Regions from separate parts of the Mus musculus genome. Here region 2 is linked to region 1. A link is a contact called in public HiChIP or PLAC-seq data. All regions are on one chromosome and are shown on one strand. The core of a region is the stretch at or near the end of the contact, and the rest is flanking DNA. Distances in the headings are between cores, read along the strand shown. Region 1 has its middle 30 kb from the start of Slc30a1. Region 2 holds the start of Traf5 (TNF receptor-associated factor 5).

The links. HiChIP or PLAC-seq counts read pairs in DNA pulled down with a chosen protein or histone mark.
Region 2: a contact with region 1 is called in an H3K4me3 HiChIP or PLAC-seq map of bone marrow-derived macrophages, with 5 times the contacts expected there. The contact joins the promoter of Traf5 here to the enhancer-like site in region 1. A contact is called at or near these places in 18 of 39 promoter capture datasets (the 3T3-L1 cell line, 3T3-L1-derived adipocytes, HPC-7-derived erythroid cells and 11 more), 1 of 484 Hi-C or Micro-C datasets (bone marrow-derived macrophages), 10 of 115 datasets of contacts at active chromatin or transcription factors (the SCID.adh cell line, bone marrow-derived macrophages, embryonic basal ganglia and 4 more) and 2 of 9 other capture datasets (embryonic stem cells and pancreatic islet).

The regions. Positions count from the first base shown.
Region 1 is chr1:191,873,851-191,878,964 of GRCm38.p6, forward strand. No RefSeq gene overlaps it. Among named protein-coding and RNA genes, the nearest start is that of Slc30a1, 30 kb to the right of the region's middle. Within about 2 kb of position 2,046, at least 42 of the 459 cell types and tissues checked have an H3K27ac peak or open chromatin away from gene starts, as enhancers often do. A contact at or near this core is called in the SCID.adh cell line, bone marrow-derived macrophages, liver and 1 more, where this site is marked.
Region 2 is chr1:192,090,175-192,095,288 of GRCm38.p6, forward strand. Traf5 (TNF receptor-associated factor 5) reads right to left here and starts at 2,425. Exons shown (of 14, transcript NM_011633.2): 1 at 2,082-2,425.

The DNA.
Region 1 (5,114 bases), core at 796-3,295:
CCCTCTGTAGACCATGCTGGCCTTAAACTCACAGAGATCCACCTGCCTCTGCCTCTCGAGTGCTGAGTGGGATTAGAGATCTGCCCTCCACCACCTGGCCTCCCCCCCACACACACACACACTATTTTTCTTTGTGTACATGCATGTGCACGTGTGTGGGCTTGTGCTTTCCATGGCACCCGTGTGGACGTCAGAGGACAACTTGCAAGAGTCAGTTCTCTGTCTACCACGTGGGTCACAGGGATTGGTCTTGGGTTATCAGGCTCTTACCTTTACTTGCTGAGCTATCTCATGGACCCCACCTTGGTTTTTGAGACAAGGTCTCTCATTGGCCTGCAGCCCACCAAGTAGGCTGGTCTGGCTAAGGAGCCAAGTCCCAGAGATCTGCCTCTTGCCATCTTCCCAGCTGTTACAAGGGACTCTTATGCAGGTGGGAGGGCCTGACCAGCAAGCCCTCTGCTCCAGCCTTCTCCCCAGCCCCAGGAGGGTCTGACTATTCCAGCCTCAGCGAGCAAGGGACAGAGACTGTGCTCTTGAGCGTTCTCTCTCTCTCACAGGAAGCAGGGAGCAGATAGGTTAATATTTACAATTTGATGTGAGTGAGACAGAAGAGCCCTGGGAAGATAAAGCTGAGGAGAGCAGGGCAGGGCAGGGCTGGTCAATGTTAGTGGCTGGGGAACAGGATCAAGAAAGCTTAGCTGGTAATAAAACATGCCTGACTCTCAGTGATCCCTTACAGCATCTTAGGAATCAGAGGTTCAGATGCTTGCTGGGGGCTCCCGTGTGTGCGCCACGCCCTCCGGAGAGATGACTGCTCCCTTTGTCTGGCAGTGAGCCACAGAACGTTTGTGTTGTGGTAAGGATGAGCCAGGTGTGGTCATCTTTGAAGCCACTCTGGCCAAACACACGGCAATCAGCAAGCTTCGCCTATGTGGCCACAGGCTTGGTTACAGCGATATACCTACCCCTCAGCTCCTCAACTTACTCTCCTGACTCGTCCCTTCCTAGGAGGATTAAGGCACAGGGTCCTTCTTGGCACTGGGCCACCATGACCTGAATCAGGGTCCACAAGTCGGATCCAGTCCAAGGGAAGCAGAAGTTGGGGCAGGCCTAAGCAGAGGTATGGCTGCCTTGGCCCTTCTGAGCCTCTGTTCTCTCTTTTGTAAAATAGACGTCTTCAACTACATTAAAGAACCTGCAGAATCCTCCGGGTACAGGTAGACACTTGACAAGGAGACGGTGGCTGGGGCTCTTGAGCAGGAAGCTTACTCTAATCCCTGTCAGCTCCGACTCTTCATCTGTAAAGCATGAATCAAAGCACTGGCCTCTTGGGCTTGCTGTGAGCATGAGATAATACAGGTAAACCTCCTGGCACAGGGCCCGGGGCTTGATAACGTGTACCCAACAGACATTGGGAGGACTTCCTGTGCCGCTTAGCTTTCACAAGCTAGAGTCATCTGGGAAGAGAGAATCTCAATGAAGGAAATATCTCTCTTAGATTGGCTTGTTGGGTAGTTATAGGGTGTCTTCTTGATTAATGGTTGATTGTTGTGGGACGGCCCAGTCTATTGTGGGAGGTGCCACCCCTGGGCAGGTGGTTCTGGGTTATAGATGAAAGCAGGCTGAGCAAGTCATGAGATTAAGTCAGTAATGGGCGTCCTCTATGATCTCTGCTGCAGTCCTTGACTGGGCTCTTCTGAATGATGAACTATACAAGCTGGAAGCTTAAATAAACTCTTTCCTCCCCAAGTAGCTTGTAGTATCACAGCAGTATACAGAGCACGGAACTGCATGCCGGGAGTTAGGACCAGCAAACATGCTCGTGCCTTAGGAGAAGCAGCTCTCAGGCTTAGTGAACAGGACAAGGATACGGGAAGTGGGAGGGGCTTTCTAGAGGTTTTTGCAGCTTCAAGGTCTAGTTTTGGAAAATGGAATTTGCAATCCGGGAGTGGATGCACCAGCGGGATGGTCACAGGCTCAGAGGACAGTGGTGGCACCAAGTAGAGGTTACCCACAAATGCGGTCTCACGGTCTCACTTCTGCTGTGAGCGGTTCCATCTGCTGACTCATCCTCACACAGCTTGACCCAGGAAGTAAGGGCTGCATGGGACCTGTTCACAGCCTTGTCTCGGGTATTCAACCAGACTCTTCCCTGGGTAGCCTGAATGTGAGCCTAATGCCCTAAGCTTCATCCTTCTTGACCCCTGTCGACCAGCTGGCTCCTTTCACAGACAGCAAGCAGTACTTCTGGGCATTGACTTATGATGTAAATATCTGATATGCAGGATGCCTGAATGTGACCCCCATAAAAAGGCTGTTTGACCCTCAAAGAGGTTGCAACCCACGGGTTGGGAACCACTGAACTAGAACCTAAGAGGTTCTGAACTTCTAGATTTGTTGAGCTTTCAAAATAGCAGCCTGTTAGCTTTGGGTAGAGGGCAAGGGGTCTTTCTGTGGTGCTCCTAGAGGGAAGCCATGAGATCCCCAGCCTGCAGCTTCTCAGGGGATGCAAAACACCCTCCCCTCCTGAAAATGTCCCAAAGCTCAGAAAGAACAAAGGTACCCAGAGGGGCAGGAAACTTATGCAGAAACATGCTGTTTGCTTCTGAAGTGTCTCTGTCAGCCTGGGGCTCTGCACACCACCAAGCAAAAGTGGTGCCCAGCTGACAGACAGTGGAGAAGGCAGCAGCACTGTGTGTGGCAGGGACACTGTGGCTGCTTCACTGACCATACAGCCCCTCACAGAGCCACTGAAGCAGGCTTGAAGAGATGAGATCAAGGCTTGATCGGAGATTTGGGGAATAGCTATGTTCTCCTTGTGAGTGTCTGAGTGTGTGTGTGTGTGTCTGTCTTTCGGTGTGTGTGAGTGTGTGCCTGTGTGTGTGTAAGTCTGTGTGTGTGTGAGTGTCTGTCTCTTGGTGTGTGTGTGTGAGTCTGTGTGAGTCCGTGTGTTTGTGAACCTGTGTGAGTCTGTGTGTAAGTGTGTGCCTGGGTGTGTGTGTGTGTCTGTCTGTTGGTGTGTGTGTGAGTGTGTGAGTGTATGGAGTCTGTATGTGTCTATCTGTCGGTGTGTGGGTGTGCCTGTGTGTGTGAGTGTGTGAGTCCGTGTGTGAGTGTATGAGTGTATGTGTGAGTGTATGAGTCTGTGTGTGTGTGTGCCTGTGTGTGTGAGTGTGTGAGTCTGTGTGAGTGTATGAGTCTGTGTGTGTGAGTGTATGCCTGGTTGTGAGTGTGTGAGAGTGTATGTGTCTGTGTGTGTGTGTGTGAGCCTGTGTATGTGAGTCTGTGTGTGTGTTAGTGTGTGTGAGTGTGAGCCTGTGTGTGTGAGTCTGTGTGAGTGTATGAGTCTGTGTGTGTGAGTGTATGCCTGGTTGTGAGTGTGTGAGAGTGTGTGTATCTGTGTGTGTGTGTGAGAGCCTGTGTGTGTGAGTCTGTGTGTGTGTGTTAGTGTGTGTGAGTCTGTGTGTGTGTGAATGCATGTACATGTGACTGCCTATGAAAGCCAAACATCAGCCTTGGGTGTTGTTCTTCAGGTGCCTCTACAACATTTTTGAGATGGGTTCTCTCTCTCTCAGGCCAGAACTGGCCAAGTAGGCCAGCCTGGATAGCTACTTAGCTCTCCTCCCAGAATCCATCTGTCTTACTGATGCCAAGATTACAAGTGTATGCCTTCATGAGTGTGCACCCCTGATGGGCACAAGCGTACACTGTCACATGTGTGCACCATCTAATGTGGCTTTCCAAAATGGAGTTCTTGGGCTCAAATTTGGGTCCCCATGTTCATGTGCTCTGCACTTTATGGGTTCGCTTTCATCCCAGCTCTAGTGTGGGTGATGAACGTGCAGCAGTTAGTTTAGTGTAACACCTAGACGGGCATCCCCTATGGGCCTCAGTGTTAGACAAGGCGAGTTCTCAGGTCCTGTGGACCTGCTTAGTCGATGTCAGTCTGTCGCAGGAGAAGGAGCCTTAGCTGGCTCTGGTTGTGGTGTCGCTGTTGACCTGAGAAGCAGGCAGAGGTTAATGACCTAGCTGTTCCACGGGAGTAACCCCTGACACCGTTCAAGGCTGGCCGGTTTGGCTGCCGCAGGGTTCAACAAGCAGCTGTGGTGGGGAGAAAGGAGAGAGAGCTGGGGTCTTTCTCCTCAGAAGCACCTCCCCTTTCATTAAACAGAATTTTCTTGCAGCCTTCCCATTGCCTCACTGGGGTGGGGGGTGGGGGTGGGGGCTCCCTGGTTGGTTTTTCCAGCCTGAGACATGCCTTCCACTATTAGGCATCATCAGCTGAATCTCTGCTTCCTCTTCTGTTGCCGGCTCTTTCCATTTCCCCAGCAACTCCCAGGCAGGGTGCAGAAGACTCTGAGGGGAGAAGAAGGCTTCCTGTAGCCAGGAGGGTGTGGGGAAGAAATTCAGGGCCATTCCCAGACCTTGGCCTGTGGGGATGGGGGGTAAGAAGAGAGAGGACTGGCTGGCATGAGGTAACTCCAGTGCTCCTCTCAGCTCTCCAGTTCAGAGTGGCCCCTGTGCCTCAGGAGAAGACTGGTGGGGGCAGTCGCACCCTAGGACAACCCGGGGAATTGAAGGGGAGAGGGTATCACAGCTCTGGCTGGTGTCACTGGGGACCTGTCAGGTAGGAACAGAGGTTAATGGCTGCTCTATGGCCAGTGTCAGGATCCCTGGCATCATTCAGGGGAAAGCTAGGCTTGGCTGTCCCTTCCCTGGCCCTTGAAGAGAGAAGCAGTTGAAGTGGTTTTCTGGCTGGCACTGCAGACTGCACACTATCTAGCAATGCCTAGAAGAGCCATCTTGTGAATGAACATTTAGGCAAAGCTGTGCCAGAGAAATACGGGTTGGGGGTGGGTGCTGATGGATGAGCGAGCTTCAGTCAGGAGGGAGGTATGAGTTTGAAAAGGGATTATCTTGGGTTCCTTTGGTATTTGTCTGGCATTCATTTTCGAACTGTGGAAAAGTGGCTACAGGCCAAAAAGCTTTCTTGTCCAGAATGAACTGAACAGAGGGAAACTTCCAACACAAGGAGAGCGAGTGGTTTCCTTTACAGTGTGACATCTACAGCAGTCTCCACAAATAGGACAGACTCTGGAGTCATGTTGACTGGG
Region 2 (5,114 bases), core at 1,175-3,674, 220 kb after region 1:
TGGCATTTTGTTTCTGTCTTATAGAGTGATTCACCTTTCCCTGTCTCTCATGCTGGTAGATATTACACCTGTCACCCCTCCCATTCTGACCAGTCTCTTCAGGAGCACTAGCTCCTGCCCAGAAGAACCCTGGAAGAGCTGCAACCCAGGTGGAGAAAGCACTTAGAGACTGCATCTGTTCCGGTGTCCTCTTCTTCTGGTTTGTTAAGTCTTTAAAACTTCGGCCAGGGGCCAACTCCTCACTGGTTCTCACATCTGTCCAGAGAGTCTTGGCTTCCTCTACTCAACATATACTGGAAAGAACATAGGAGTTGCCTCAGAAGGCTCAGGCTTGGCTGCTGCCCATTCCCTGCTATGAGGTTTTCTGAGTTCTAGCTTGAAATCATGTGGGACCTCTCCCTTCTCTCTGGGAAAGAGAAGCTAGTGTAATGTGATAGGTTATTTATAACCTGCATCTTAATCTGATTCCTGGGATCTAATCAACTCTTACTAACACCCGCCCTCAGTAACTGGGAGGCACACCCCAAATAAACGGAGTGCAGTTCAGCCAACATCTTTTTAGGCTAACCAATGCCAGATTCCAGGCTACCACAAAATCAGACACAGATCCTTCCCCAGTCACTTGGCTGGCTGCGTGGACAGTGTGGCATTGGTTCATACAACGTCAGGGGCAGTTTCCAGCAGAACTTTACCCACATTGCTGGAACAGATGCTCCAGGCACTTAGGGGAATCTGGGTCCTTTTGCTGACCCCTCAGACTAAAGGGGAGGTAGGCAGTTGTGGCTCTCTGAGGAACCAAGCTGACAGTCCTGAAGCAGAAACCTCAGAGTCCCCCGCCTGGCCCAGCAGCAGAGCTCAGGACTGAGTTGACACTAGGTGCTTCCCCTCGACATCTGGGGGATGTGCAAAGCTACCCTGACTCACAAGGGTGTCGTGGGGGACAAAATGAGAGCACATGACATTGAGTGAGGAGCAAATGGACCATAAGGGGCAGCTTCACGTTTAGTGGCTCTTTTTTCTTCAAGGCCCCCCTCAGGAAAGTGGGGATTGTAACTACATAAGGCTGTTTCTCCCCCTAGTCTAACAGGACTGACTCAGAGGCTTTGGCTCCCCAACTTTGCAAGTCACCCTGAGATACCCCAAAAAGGAAAGCTCTTACTCCCAGTGGCTGGGCCCCTATGTCATCCACCCACATCCAGTGGGTTCTCCACTGACGTCGGCCATCCTTGTCCCACACCACCGGCCTTAGCCAGGGACCCTGAGAACGTCACCCTTCTCTGTTGTGGCCCCTTTCCACAGCTAGCCCTACAAGAGACCAGGGAGACTACAGTCCAGAGTCTGGAGACAACCCATTTCCTGAACTCACTACCTTTCCCACCTTCATCTCCCATCCATCTTTCCATCTGTAATTTCTGCCTTTTCTGTTTAAATCAGTTGTCCAAGGTGTCAGGTTTTTATCCAGACTCTCAGTTATGTTAGGATCTCTGGATTGGGGAGGACTCGTTAACCCAGACGTTTGCTGTCTAAAATTATCTCTCACACACCCAGGAAGTTCTATTCTCAGAAATGCTTTAACCAATTTCTTTGCATTTTAAGTATTCCCTAAGACTTTTAAAAAATGTGTATATTCCTGGAAAAGGGAACCGTCCTCTTTGGCCCTAATCTAGTTTTCACACAGCACCTATGCCCGATGTTTATTGCAACAAGCTGGATGCCTTTTTTCACAGGCCATGGAGAGGATTGGGGAGAAGGGAGTCTCTCCTCATTTTACAGACCTTAGCCCACAACTGGACTCCGACGAGCCCCGCGCCTGCCGCAGCGAGATAAACAGAGTTCTCACGAAAGTAAAATAGCCAAATATGGAAAGTCAGCAGACAGAGTGGAGAGGCTGAGGAAGAAAGAAGCCAACCAGAATGGCCCAGAGGGATCCGCAACAAAAGTCCTCAGAACTGTCCTCAGAACTGTAACACCTCACAGTTGGGTGGCAAGGGGGTCAAGCAGTGGTGTGAGGACTGTCTCCGTCCAACCTGCGGTGGGTGCTCACCTCTAGGCGCCCGGGTCTGCTGAAATCTGGAACTCACCTTCTGCAGAGTCGGGTTCTGTTTCCAATCGAGCACGCGCTATAGCACCGGCGCAGGCTCGAGACCCTGGCATTAAGCTCACGTTAACGGGCTGTGCTCACAAGTCTTGCAAAAGTGCCCTCGGCCGGGCGCGGGTGTCCCGCGTCGCCTCAGTTCGCCCGCTACCACACACGCCTCCGGCTCACCACCCTGAGTTGCTTTCGGTTTCTGAGGAGCCGGGACGGTTAGCTCACCCGGACTTCGCCACTTGCGGGGCTCGCGGAGCTCCGCTGGCGCCCTACGGCGGCGGGCACTAGGCTGCTTCGCCTCAGCAGCGGGTTAGGCCAGCTCCAGCGGCGGGCTCCGGGAGGGGCGGGGCTGACGATGGGGGTGTGGTCAGGGTGCCCAAGAGGCAGGGCTGAAGGTGGAGGCGTGGTTATGTCTCCCGAGAGGCAGGGCCGAGGATGGGGGCGTGGTCATGGCGCCCAAGCGGCGGGGCGTGAGGCTTCTGACAGCGGCCAGAAACTCACCTGAGCTGGGCGAAGTATCCCTCTAGATGCTGGGAATCACCCAGACCCTAGAAGCCTAGGCTTCTCTTTCTAGAAACATTAGTATCTTGTGCGCCTTTGAATTGTATATATTTTGCTCTTCAATCAGCCTCCCTCCGACCCCCCAAACCTATTTATTCTTTGAGTAGACACGTTTGCTCAAGATCAGAGATCTGGCTCAAATCACTTCTTCCCTGAACTTGCTGCAGTCCAGTACAAATCTGCCAGTCCTCGTTCTGCTGTTAGCGTAACGTTGACAGTCTCTCTGATGTTCTGTTGTCAAAAGCGTCCCAGTTAGTTCTCCTGGTCTTCAGAGCCACCTGGTGGAGGGTGCCTGAACTATGAGCGTTCTATCTGCGGTCTAGAGAGAACTGAGTGGACCTACCCAAGGCTAGAGCTTGAATTCTTGCCTCCCAAATCCTAGCACAGAGTTGTTACAGTGTATTCGCTCTACAGGTCCACAGTAATTGCAGCCTGTATGAACGAAGTGAACTAGCATCTCAAATCTAACCTCTTCCAAGTCAGACAAACGCGGGAAATACTTAGCTGTCTTGAGCATCAAATGTTCATCACGGAGAGAAGAGAGTACTAGGGCCCTTGCAGTGGACACAGGTATGCATTGGAGCTGGGCAACAGCTGGGAGCGGATGTGGGATCTGGTGGAATAGTCAACAGGATCCCAACACCCAGGTGCAACTCTTTGGTTATCGAGATTAAACCCTCCCGTGGGCATGCTTTGGCCCTCTGGACCAGATTACTCTTGTGAGAACTGAAAGAGACTGAGCCTAAGTCCTCTCCTTCCCTAACCCTCCCAACAATACATCTATTTACCTTACTTTCCACCTTCTTTCACATGACTGCAAGGTGACAGGACCCTATGGATTTAGACACCATAGGAAACAGGCAATATAGACTGGAAAGACCATGTCTGAAATGACTAATGTAGCTATGGTTCTGAAAGAAGCAATCTGTTCTAAATATGAGACCCAAGGTCTTGGTATGATGAAGTCCAAAACTGGGATAGGATAAGTTCTTATTGTGTTCCAAATGGTGGCCACCGGACTCACAGACAGAAGTCTAAATGAGAATAGATAGGACTTTTTTGGTGGGATTGGAGAAGTGTGGTCTCGTACATTTAAATTTTTTTAATTATTTTTTATTTTGCTTGCTTGCATGTCTGTGTACCACGTGTATTCCTGGTGTTTGTGGAGACCAGAAGAGAGACCTGGAGTCACAGACAGTTATTAAGCTTCACATAAATGTTGGGAGTTGAACTCAAGTCCTCTGGAAGAGTAGCCAGTGCTCTTAGTGTTAATATCAGAGTAGTCAGAAGTGAAGGATATGTTCCCAGCTTGTGGTGTTGATCCCAGAGTCAGTCTCTTGTAGCCTAGGCTGGTTCACATTTGCTATGCAGCTGAGGCTCATTCAAACTACTAGCCTTCTTCCCCCATCTCCTGAACACTGTGATTACAGGCGTACACCGTCACATCCAATTTTCTACGTAATCATGTTTTATTTTTCTCATGTACCTTCAAGAAAGTTTATGTTTTGTTTTGCTTTGTTTTGAGACAAGAGAAGATGTCTCTGCAGGTGTCAAATCAGGCATGAAGACAGGGCCAGATTTGAGCATTATTTCAATATTTTGAAAGTATTCATTATTTCCATATACTATTTAATAGTAAACTGATTTACTAGTCCTTAAACTAGAGTCACTTATAAAGAGAAGGATGGCATGATACACAAACTCTTTCTTCAGAAGGAAAGGGCAAATATATGATTCTTCAGGACACTCTACCTACCACCAGTGGTTTAACTGGTTGGTGTGACTGGGCAGTCTGATGAAGAGGGAAGGCTGCCACCTGTTGGTCGAATGCATTATTTCCCTCAGTTTATACAACAAGACTGATGAAGTCATGTGTTAGTTGAGGACAAAAAGCATAATTCCAGGGCAGGTAGGCAGAAGCTGGACAGGGCAAAGGCTGTCCCAGGGCCTGCAGACGCCATTAAGATGAACAAATGTGCTGTGGTGATGGGGAAAGACGGAAGAGCAGAGCACTGTGCGCTATGAGGAGAGGCAGAGCTAGAGCCGAGAAGAGGGAGAGGCTGAGAGAGAGGGCTGAGGTGGATAGTGGGGTCGGTGGGATGATGTGCAGCACCTCACAGCGTAGACAGATGCTGATCCCCCAGCTCCAAACACACTATCAGGCCACGGGATTGTCCTAGCTCTGGGAAATGGCAGAGGCCCAAGATGGGGAACGGTTCACTCTCTGGATTGGACCTCTATGGAGGCACCACCATGGCTCATGGTCCCATGAAGGCTATGTGTGGTCCTGATGCGGTGGGGTCGAGTCGATGTCCGTGGCCCATATTACCACCAAATACCATGCATATATCTGCAGTCTATGCTCTGGTCTGAAGCCATGTTGGTGGGCTGTGCTGCCAACAGAGGCCATACTGATCTGAGTGGCCTTTGCTGCCACCAGAGGCCACAGTGATATCTGAACCCA